Regions from separate parts of the Mus musculus genome. Here all the other regions are linked to region 2. Evidence: chromatin contacts called from public Micro-C and targeted proximity ligation data. All regions are on one chromosome and are shown on one strand. The core of a region is the stretch at or near the end of the contact, and the rest is flanking DNA. Distances in the headings are between cores, read along the strand shown.

Region 1 (3,897 bases), core at 1,025-3,524, 180 kb after region 2:
GCGGGAAGTTCAAAGGGGCTTTGATGGAACTTGAGGTCCAACTGGCTGCTTCCCCCAGCTGGAAGAATTAGGTTACTCTTCTTAGGAAGGCTGACTCAACTTCCCTTCTTTCTAGGTCTGGGTAAAAGCTCTCTCCTCTCTTTTCCCCTTCCCCTCCCTTTCTCCTCTTCCTCCCTCTGCCCTTTCTCTCTCTCTGTCTCTTTCCTCATTTGGGAGGATGGGATAGTAATGGAGCAGCTGCTTTGAGCCCTAATAACTGCATGAACTTTTGTGGTCTCCCTAGACCCACATCATCCTGAAGACCCTCCAGTCGTCCCACTCACTCACAGCATCTCTTCACTCAGGACCATCCCTGCAGGAAATGCATTACAAGTGAAGAAAATACAAGGAAGGCTACACCCTGGGCTGAGCGGGAGCCTGTTCGGGAGTCTCTAGATCCCTGGCTCGTTGACACAGAGATTATCAGTGCATCCAGAGAAGGGCTCTCTTGGGAGTCACGGTCAAATCAAGACTTTCAAAGTGGGAAGGGGGCCACAAGAGAACAAACAACAGAGATGGGAGTTCAGGTGTGTGTGTGTGTGTGTGTGTGTGTGTGTGTGTGTTTTGTGAATGGAAACCCAGGTTAGTCCAGAAAGAACTGAGCAAGGCTTGGGTCAGCAGAGAACAGAGAAGGGTGGCAAGGCCAGGTGGTCAGGAGGAGCAGGTGGAAGCCAGATGGGACAGGACATCCACACTGAGTCACATGTGGACTTCAGATTGTTTCCTAAGTAGGGGTGGGAAGCCACTGGGGTGCTTTAAGAGAGGTCATGTGCTATCGTTCATTTTGGTTTTGTGAAGATCACTCTGCACAGATGGTGAGTGAGAGAGCATCATAAATCAATGGGCAAAGGAGTGCCAGCCATAAAGAAGCTGCTGCGGGGGACTTTCCTACGTTGAGAGGTCTCTCTCACACTCCAGAGTGTAAGCCCCAGAGGAAGGGGCCCATGGTCTGTTAGTTTCCTCTCCAGCATCCAACCTTGCACATTGTTTCACTTTTTGAGGTACCTAAGGATGCTTACTGCAATCTGCATCTAATGCCAGAAGCTCTGCATACATAAGGCTCAGTCATCTGCAGAGAATAGGCATTTATTTTATCTTGTTGCTGCAAGGCTACAAGCCACTCAACCCGGCACTAGTGTTTCCTCGGCTGACCCTTTGGTCTGGCTTTGGCCTGAGTTTCCTGACTGAGACCACAGTAAACAAGGTTCCTCTTCATCCAGCTCTTCTCTATTGCTACAGAGAATCAAATGTGGCCATGCCTGGGAGTGGGCTGATGGAGTCTCTCTCTATGGTGTTTTGTTTTGTTTTGTTTGTCTTGTTTTGTTTTGTTTTTGGCATAGTTGTCTGGTTAAAACCAGAACCCAAAAATGTCAAAGCTGGAAAGCACATTAGAAATAATTCGGTTGATGCACTTCTAGTTGAGTCTCAGAGGTCCTGGGAACAGCTACTGGGATGCCCTAGGGGAAAGCCTCATTTCCATCGCTCAGAATGACACCCGGAAAGCTTAAAACAAATGAGCTTTTGGCATAGAGTGTGTCATTTTGAGACTTTTCCCTTCCCAATATCTAGTTCTGCTTTGATTCACAGGTAGAAATTCCTAGATGATGAGATTTTTAAAAATACAAATACATACATTCTTATGCGTGCACACATATACATACACAAGTGCACACATTTGAACACATGCACACATGCAAGCATGCACACACAAGCACATACACACACACACGTGAGAGAGAGAGAGAGATATTCAATATATACTTGCATCTATAAAAAGAACCTGATTGCTTTAAACAGTTTTGAAGACCCTTTCCTCATATAATCATCATTTTATAGAAGGAAAAAGATCAGGAAAATCTTTCTGACTCACTTAAGCTTCCTTAGGCTGTGACAGGCACAGGGCTGGGGCACTGTTGTGTTTATCTTCCTAATGACTTTATGGTATATCAGGCACCAGCCCTGCCTTAACTATAGATAAGGAAAACATAGACCCACGGCAAGGTAAGTAAGGTGCACATGTGTGGCAACCTTGGGTCATCGGGCACTGTTCCCATGAATGACATCAGCATCCTCCCCTTAGGATGGGCAGATCTGAGGGTATGACTACAGTCCACTCACTTGACTTTGCTAAGTTCTTATAAATCTGTTTCCTTGGGGCTCCCTAGTGACCTGCTCTCCCTACAGTAGGTAAGTTGGTAGCTTAACACATGCGTTCTTTCACGGTTATGATGCCTAGATGCCTGATCCATGAGTCAGCATCTGTGGGCCAAAAACCTGAAGAACCTTTCTTCCCCTTCCAACTTCTGCATCACTCAGCATTCTGTCACTATGACAAAATTCCTGAGGTGACCATCTGATAAGGGAAAGATGTATTTTTAGCTCACAGTTTCAGTCCATGGATGCTTGGTTCTTAGGCAGCAGAAGAACCAAACATTGTAGGAATTCATTGTAGAGTAATAGCAGGGCAGGCCAGGATCCCGACCTCTACTGCATAGACATGCCCCTGGTTACTTAACTCCCTTCCACTAGGCCCCACATCTTACAGGTCTCCTACCTTTTAGGCATGGCATGATTTGACCACCAGAAATTCAACACATGACCTTGGGGACATTTAAGATCTAAACCATAACAAGGTGGGGTGAGGCTGTACTGTTCCTTGCTTTGTGATAGTTAGGGGTCAGGCTAATCTTTGTCTCCAGAGTCCCACAGCTGTCTTTGGCCCTGTTTAAAAATCTCTGTCTGCTCCTTCTTGTGATGATGCATATGATTGCAATGAGGTCCCACATGATAACACAGCATCATCTCCTTGTCTCCTTAGCCACTCCTGTGTCTGCAGTGGCTCCTACCGGCCCTGCTCAGCTTTCACTCTATGGACTTGTAGGATCCAGGGATGAGACCCTGTCTTTTTACAGCATGAGATTTTTGCTGTTAGAAGCTGGCTAGCACACTCAAGAATGACCACTCACTGGGATCTTGCCTCGGGTTTCCCGACTGTTTCATTTATTTTGGGAGACTGTTTTTGTCAAGGTCTTGGATAGGTTTCCTTAGTCTGTACATCTGTTTGTTTGAACCTTCTATCCCTTCTTACAAAGGAATGGATACACACACATTAAACTATGCATCTGTCTGCCTGGCTTTTCTGTTAATACCATATCTGATTCAATAGTGGTAGGGGCTCCGGTGCCTTCCATCGTGGTGGGCAGAAAGTGGAGGCTTGTTTACCATCATATACTTAACAAAAATCCTCTTTCTTCATTTGTTTCTCTAGATGGTAACGAGTCTGAAATACCACAGAAAGGACCTTCTCATCAGGAAGGTCCAGAAGACTTGACTAAGGACGATGCTTTCCTTGCACCCGGTCCCTCGGCTCCTTCAAAGAGAAGGTATGGTGTTTGTATAGTTAGCCCACTCACTTTGCACCCTGGGTATGCCAGGCTCCCAGAAGACTGGAGAGACCTAGTTTCTGTCCACCAGGAGCCAAAGGGCTAAGATGGGAAGAGAGTTCTGTGTTCATTCAACTTCTCTCAGAGTGGCAACCTTCAGATGCTGGCCAGCCTTCAGCACAATTCTGGTCCCACTAGCTTCAGGATGAGCTGTGCTGCTGGGAGCACAGGAATGAACACAAAGCCAGAAGGCAGGCTTGGGAGCTGTCCCTTAGCCTGATTTTTAATTCATCATGATCCTAATTACCTTAGTTTCCTGTTTCTCCCAAAAGAGGTGTTTCCTAAACTGCCAGAGAAGGCCCAGAAGAAGCTGGCTTCCATACACGCTGGGTCAGTTGGCTGTGATGGTAAAAAGAGAACAAGGCTAAGACACCCAAATCAGTGGCTTAATATCAACCTTTATTATCATTCTTAA
Region 2 (3,419 bases), core at 668-3,167:
AGCAATGCTCCGCATCTCCCCAAGAGCCTTTGATGGCTAGTATGCCTTTGAACATTTGAGAAGCCATGTATTAGATGATCTCCAGTGGCTCTGAGGTCTAAGAGGCTGCTGGTCCATGGACTCTTCGTTGGAGCCTATTCTGTGATGGGTCAGTTGGTAGGGATCACTCCAAAGGATAAGTCTAGGCAGAAGATGATGGATGTGCAGGGCTTTGGAACTGCGACTGGGGCAGCAGAGATGCCTAGGCTGAGAGTGTCCACGTTAGGGAGAGGCTGGGGACCATGTAGGGTTTCCCAGGACCCAGGTCATCCACATACTTAGGGCATCATAAGGTACCAGGGGAACAGAAATGCTTCTAGCTAGCATCTAAGTTCTGCATCATTTTGGAGGAACAAACTATCATTTTATTGTGGGACATTATAAATTTGACTTGCATTGGTGGTGAGGGGTAGGAGTACATTTAATCTTTCCTGTGCTTGGACCTTCCAGCCCTCCTTCATCCAACCCCTCAGTTTCTAACCTGTCATGGCTGCTTAGTGCAAATAAAAATAAACTAGAATGTAAAATACTTCATCTATAATTTTATGTCCATAGTGAGATAAAATGATATTTTGTATAAATTGGGGGTAACAAAAGTGTATCATCAAAACAATATAACTTGTATATTTTTCTCTTTTAAAATTTAGCTTCTTAAAAACTGAAGTGAAATTGGGTGTGGCGGCACTTGCCTTTGGCTCCAGCCCTTGGGAGATGGAGGCAGTAGGATCGGTTCAGGCCAGCCTCAGGTACACAAGTCCAAGGCTAGCCTAGACTACCCTGTCTTCAAACAAAACAGAGCTGGGAAGATTGTTCAGTGAGTAAATGATTTGCTGCGGAGGCAAGAGGGTGTGAGTTCAGATCCCTGGCACCTATGTAAAAAGTGGTCTACACCTGAAACATAGGTGCTCAGAAACTGAAGGTACCCTGGGCTAAACAAGGTAGAAAGTGATGGTAGAAGCCCCCTGACAACAGATTTTGCTTTGCACGTTCACGACCACATAGAGCTGCAGCGTAATTTGCAAAGCTGTATGAGGTGGCCCATACCTATAATCCCAGCACTGAGGAAGGAGGATTGCCGTTATTGAGGCTAGCCTGCACTATAAAGCAAGTCCTTATCTCAAAGCAATATTTTAAGTAGTAAAGTGACCATTGTGACTGTTGGAGAGCTTCCCTTTAGACCTTTAAATTCTGCCCCAGCAGGGATGTCATACAAAGTCTTCAAGTCAAATTATGTCTGTGATCTAGGTTTGCTTCAGTGTGTCCTTGTCCACAGAGGCAAGATTCTATATTTTCTACCAAGTCAGAGATCTCTCAGGTGGCCAAGTGTCTAACAGCTTCACCCTTTGTTTCATAATTTTATGATTTGGGGCAAATGTTTTACACCGAGCCTTTTATTCCCATCTGATAGTCCTTATGATCTCATCGATTTTACAGGCTTGCTGGGAAGAGTGAGCAGAATGATGATGGATGTGTGACACTGAGCTGGACAGTGGTCACGCAGGCACTCTACAGAGGAACAAGCATGTTGGCTCCATTCTGTGGTCACATGCAAGAGGGGCATGAGAACTCTGATTCTGGCACTCAGTAGGTACTCAGCCCAAGTGTTTTTAAAAATAAACTCTAGGTCAAAACAAAACAAAACAAAAAACCAAAAAACAGAAGTTCATATTAAGCATGCTACATCATTACCACACCCAACCCAGGTCTGCAACCCATGGCTAGGTATCTGGACCTCACCACAGAGCATCAGGGACGTCTCAGCTTCCTGGAAAGTACCCTGGAGTTCTCTTCCACTCAGCAAACCTCAGGCATAAACATCCTGAGGCTTCCACACAAGGCCTTCCCTTGACAGCTGTCTGCCAGGAGTAAGCCAGAGATGAGTCAGAGCAGGAGGTGAGCAGGAAGCCACAACCCCTGGTCTTTCCCTCTGATTCCCCGGAGCTGCCACTGCCAAGCAGGGCTTGTCTGTTAGCTGCCTCTCCCTCACCATGAATACAGCTCTGGCCAGATCTGATTCCTCACATCCTCCCATGGAAAAGGCCAAAGAAATTTAGAGAAGATTAAGATGGAATAAACTTCACTTCTAATGAAGTTCCCCATAACTTCAAGGTCTAATTAAATATCACAGGTTTAGCTTCCAATAGCCTCAAAAGAAAAAGTAAGGAGCCCCTTTGATAACTTGGGGACCTCAAATAAATCCCTGGAAGAGATCAGAATCCATATGACAGGCAGGTCACCTTCCTGTCGCTATGGGAAAGTTGGTTATGACATCAAGCTTAATCAATTTCAAAATAAAATAAGTGAAGAAAATGATCTTCCTACCCATTCCTTTGCAGGCTTTGTACAGCTTTTTGGCATCTCGGTCTGCATCAAAGCCGTGGTGATGGCTTCTCTCTTTGGCCTAGAGAGGAAATAATGCGAAGGGTGAGGTGGATAATACAGTTGTTCTTAAGTTAGTTTTGCTGGATCTGACAACCAACTAGAAGATCACACCTTTGTCCACACACAGGGCAGATGCCGCTCTACGAGTGGATGTTTATGGAAATCAGCTGGGGAAACTTGGTCCCCAGAGAGATGGCTGGTACTCCATGGGGCCAGATGGCCTTGGGTGGTCATGGGAGAAGGGTCTTCTCTGTTCTTAAGGACAATTGATTGCTCTGGCTAACTCTATAAGTGATTTTCATAGCAACCCATCTTGTGTGTCCTTTTCTCTCAAACAAAGCCAGTGTCTCTGGAATATATGTCCTCCATGATGGATAGGCCAAGTAGATCCAAGGAGCAGGATTTGTCAAAGCTGAGGGAACCTCATTAAATTCTCTTGCTGGCCTAGATCAGTGCCATCCATACAGGAGAGACATCATTTAGTTTGTCAGAGATTCTATGTGAATTGACAAGGGAGTAGTTTTTAGCTTTTAGTTCTCTGCAAGAGAAAGGTCCTGCTTATTTATTGAGCTGCCTTGTGTTTCAGTCCTTGATTTAATCACCAAATGATGGGTTCTCTTATGCATGCCAATCTCCTTATTATTTTAATAATGATGATGATAATAATAATAATAATAATAATCTAAGTGTGAAGGTTTTCCTTCACTCAGTCAATAAATTTTGTTTTTCCTCAGTTGTTTTAAAAATACACTTTCAGGGCTGGAGAGATGGCTCAGCAGTTAAGAGCACTGACTGCTCTTCCAGAGGTCCTGAGTTCAGTTTCCAACAACCACATGGTGGCTCACAACCATCTGTAATAGGATCCGATACCCTCTTCTGGTGTGTTTAGAGACAGGTACTGTGTACTCATATATGTAAAATAAATAAATCTTTTTTAAAAAAGACACTTTCATTAGCACTAAACTGGAAAGACAATATGTTTGCATACATAACAGATA
Region 3 (3,632 bases), core at 554-3,053, 150 kb before region 2:
TCACTTAGTTGAGGAAAAAGTATTAGGTATAACCGTTAACTTCATTCGCTGGGAAACAGTCAGGTGACAATGGTTGGTAATTTATCTGATTTTCTGTGAGTAAGAGTTCTTTAGAGTGTTCTAAACTCCCCTGGGACTTGCAAAAAAAAAAAAAGGACCTAACACAAGGCTAATATATTTGATTCTCCTGGAAGGCCCTAAGTTCAGGGAACTGTTTCACCTCATTAGGAGACAAAGGGAATTCAAGCATTACAAATCACAAACAAATGGGAGGCCCTGGAGGTCCCACTGGTTTCTTGATAATTAATTACCAAACCTTTATTCAAGCAACCATTGGCAAATCTCACTCAGCGTCACCTGGCACACTCACAAAAGTCTCTGTTGAAGTCAGCTTAGGGATGCAGGTTGTGTGTGTGTGTGTGTGTGTGTGTGTGTGTGTGTTAATCAAAGGACAGTGGGAGGAGAGAGCACCGAAAGGTGACTTCAACTGCACCAGCGCCTCCAAACAAACTTCTGTCGGTTCCTCAGGTGTCTCAGGGAGTCAGCTGTCCAGGCTGGGGATTGATTCTTGACCTGATACTCTATGAGTGGGCACTTGTTCTGACCTCAGATTTCACTAGACAGCGGAGCTCAGGTGAAACTTCAAGTCTGGGTGGTCTTTCTGCAGCGGGCAGGCACCACTAAGGATGGGAGTGTGCTCACGGTATAAAGACCGAAAGGGCCACGGAGGAAACAGGTGCAAGTGTCTGGTCCTTCCTGAAGCAGAGCACTGTTCTTGCATTTCTTCCCTGCCTCCCTCCGCAGCCCCTAAGCGTTACCACAACGACCCACTCCGCAAGCTGTCCCGGGGCCCATCGGCTGCCCCTCCCAGTCACTTTTTTTTTTTCTCGGCCCACTCAGCCGTCGACTGCGCGTGGGAAGAGCCTTCAAGCACTCATGGCAGGGCCCGTCATCCGGCTTGTGACTACTACCGCTCTTGTACTCTTGGGGTCCTGTCATAGGACAGTGAAAGGCAAACAGCCAAGTCGCTAGCACCCACTTAAAACAGTGACTGCAATTGCGGGATCTAAAGGAAGAGTCCATGAGTTGTGCGCCTGTGTTCAAGTGTTTAGGGACATAATCCCCTATTGCCAGATTGAGGGATCCTGGGTTCTGTATGGGATCTTTTCTGCTGGGAGACACTGTCCTTGATCAGGAGGAGACACTAAATTACCCATCTCTCGGGTTCTGGCGACCTTTACCGAAATCCCGGCACCTCACTCCTGTCCCTTCAGTCGGAAGCCCCCTCTTTATTCTGGCCCAGACCTGCTTGCCCTCCTTCACCTGCCCCTGAGGTGTGCACTTCCCCCTCGTCCCCGACCAGCTAAAATCAGTTTTGTGGGGCTGGAAGTCGGCGAATGTCCTCACCTGCTGAGGTCGCTCACGAAGCTGCCGCTTTTCTCATCCAAGAAGCGCTTCCAGCCGTCCGCCGTCTTCACCCAGCTCTGGCCCGGGGACCGCCAGTCCTGCCCAAGGAACGGCATGGTACAGAGCGCGGACGCGACCGACGGACGGGACGGATTGACAGCCAGGAACCGGCCTGGCTTGCCCAGGGTATGCGGCGCGTTGGGAAGATGCTGGGGAACGACGCAGGCGGCGACCGGGACAAGAGTGGGTCAACTAGTGTGGAGGGCTGCGGATCCTGGGTGGGCGCGGGGATCCTTGCACTCACAGGGGCGCAGGCGTTGGGGAAGGTCGCCTCCTGACTCTGGGAATGCTGAGCGGCTGCCCGAGCGCAGTATTTATCCCGGGCCGCTGCCCCGTCTCTTTGTTGCCGGAAGAGCCGCCTGCTCTTAGCCCGCCCCCCCCCCCCCGCGCCCCGAGGCCACGTGGCTTTGTTTATAGGCTCGCCTTGTTTTCCGAGGCGCCCGCGGCTCTCGCTCTGCTCGCAGTTGCACAACCTTGCGTCCGTGGAAACTTGAAGCCGCATGGCCAGGCCAGATGTCCCGCTGACCCTCGGTGCCCTGGCACCTCTGCACCTCCCCTACTCCCCCATCAGGCGTAGCTGTCGCCACCAAGATCCTGGTCTTGCACTCGGCACTAGGTCCCCTCTACGGGTCCCGGACAAGCAGGGTGTAGCAAGGAAGCCTAGAGAGTTGGGAACTGTCAGTCCCAGAGGGTCTGGAAGCTGCGGGACCGATCTTTGCAGGCAGATCAGCCTTGGGGGAGGCCAGAACGTCTGGGGACGGGTAGGGGTGCATTCTTTGAACCTCTCTTACTGCCAGTACCGACTCCAGGCGCCAGGGTGTGCTAAGTGAAAGAGGGGACCCAGTGCGGTAGGGGCGGGGAGGGACTACCCCCACTCCTTCCGCCTTAAAGCTGTCATTTGATGCGTTTGCTGTCAAGCTCGACTACCCCAGTGGCAAAGGAAGGGGAAAGAAGAGGCCCCCGCAGCGTCCGGACCCCATGGCGTTGAAGTGAAGAGCTGAGACAGTCTTGGGTCCCACTCTGAGGGACTCTGGGCAAGCAGCGCTGGCGTCGAGGCGCCTGGCTCAGAACAAAGCCTCCAGGGTCGTGGAGTCAGGAAGGAGTCTCAGGCTACACTCGCTGCTCCAGTGCCCCAGGGTTGGGCTTTTTTGGCTGTGGAACCACAGGAACCCTTCTTTCTCTTCCTTTACGCAGAGTTCAATTCCTGGTGTTCTCTGATTTCTAGCTATAAAGTCCTCCTGGGTTTCACGGCCGCTTCAGAAAGGGAAGAGAGTCTGTTAAGAGCTTATCTCTCCTAACACGAGGGGGTGGCCAGTCTGTTTTTCAGGTGAAAGGCTGTGGGGTCCTCAGAGAGGGTTAAGTCCGTGATTACCTAGGGTCTTATGCTACTTCTCAACTCAGAGCGATCCTCCCTGTTATGCAGAACATAACTCCCTTTTAGTCTAGAGACATCTCAGCCCAGTGCCTTACCACCAGGCACAGAATTGGCCATTCATAACCATCCCATCTTCCTCCATCCTCTGAGAGAGTGTGCATTTGTGTGCCCGCGGTGGGCAGAGGTCAATGTCAGGTGTCTTCCTTGCTCACGTTTGTCCCTATTTATCTTTGGGTCAGACTCACTGAGCCTGGAGCTCTCTATTGTCTGTACTGGCAGGCCGATGAACCTCTGATTCTTTGGATTTTGTCTCCCAGCACCAGGATAAAGATATAGGTGCTTTAATGGGTTGGTTTGTTTGTTTGTTTGCATGGGTGCTGGGGGTCTGAGCTCAGGTCCTCAAGACTGTTCATCAAGCACTGTGTCCATGGAGACACTGTTAATCGTGATTTGCACGGGGAGGGGGTGGGCAATTCTACCACGTTGAGGCAAATTTGAAGCAAGCTTTAATTAAATACTGACCAGGATAAATTTTGGTCAGGACCACTCTCTGGAATTCCCAGCGTGGCGGCCCCTAGACATGTTTTACAGAGGCTTTGAAGGCCATTGTATTTTCCCAGGTGGCTTTGATATTTTCCAAGGACTACAACTCCCAGCATTCTAAGGAATTACCTAGTCCTTGTTCTTTGGCCGGTGGGGCTTGCAGGTTAATTTTTGGGTCTTATGATATCTCTCTACCAAATCAACTCACCAGTCTCTCCATAGGCAATTCTTGTGTGAATAAGTGACT

Evidence for each region. A called contact is a pair of places that touch in the nucleus more often than the background predicts.
Region 1: a contact with region 2 is called in a targeted proximity ligation map of pancreatic cancer cells. A contact is called at or near these places in 6 of 39 promoter capture datasets (the HPC-7 cell line, embryonic stem cells, liver and 2 more) and 1 of 130 datasets of targeted methods (pancreatic cancer cells).
Region 3: a Micro-C map of muscle stem cells shows a contact between it and region 2, with 3 times the contacts expected there. A contact is called at or near these places in 14 of 39 promoter capture datasets (the 3T3-L1 cell line, the C10 cell line, the HPC-7 cell line and 8 more), 40 of 484 Hi-C or Micro-C datasets (the AML12 cell line, the BV-2 cell line, the C10 cell line and 17 more), 20 of 130 datasets of targeted methods (the NIH/3T3 cell line, the SCID.adh cell line, T-cell acute lymphoblastic leukemia and 13 more) and 5 of 9 other capture datasets (adipose tissue, embryonic stem cells, liver and 2 more).

What each region holds. Positions count from the first base shown.
Region 1 is chr15:58,545,012-58,548,908 of GRCm38.p6, forward strand. It overlaps Fer1l6 (fer-1-like 6 (C. elegans)), which reads left to right. Exons shown (of 41, transcript NM_001370912.1): 3 at 3,308-3,422. Among named protein-coding and RNA genes, the nearest start is that of Fer1l6, 37 kb to the left of the region's middle.
Region 2 is chr15:58,361,709-58,365,127 of GRCm38.p6, forward strand. Anxa13 (annexin A13) reads right to left here. Exons shown (of 8, transcript NM_027211.2): 2 at 2,362-2,440. Among named protein-coding and RNA genes, the nearest start is that of Anxa13, 26 kb to the right of the region's middle.
Region 3 is chr15:58,213,089-58,216,720 of GRCm38.p6, forward strand. Fbxo32 (F-box protein 32) reads right to left here and starts at 1,804. Exons shown (of 9, transcript NM_026346.3): 1 at 1,408-1,804. The coding sequence starts at 1,523.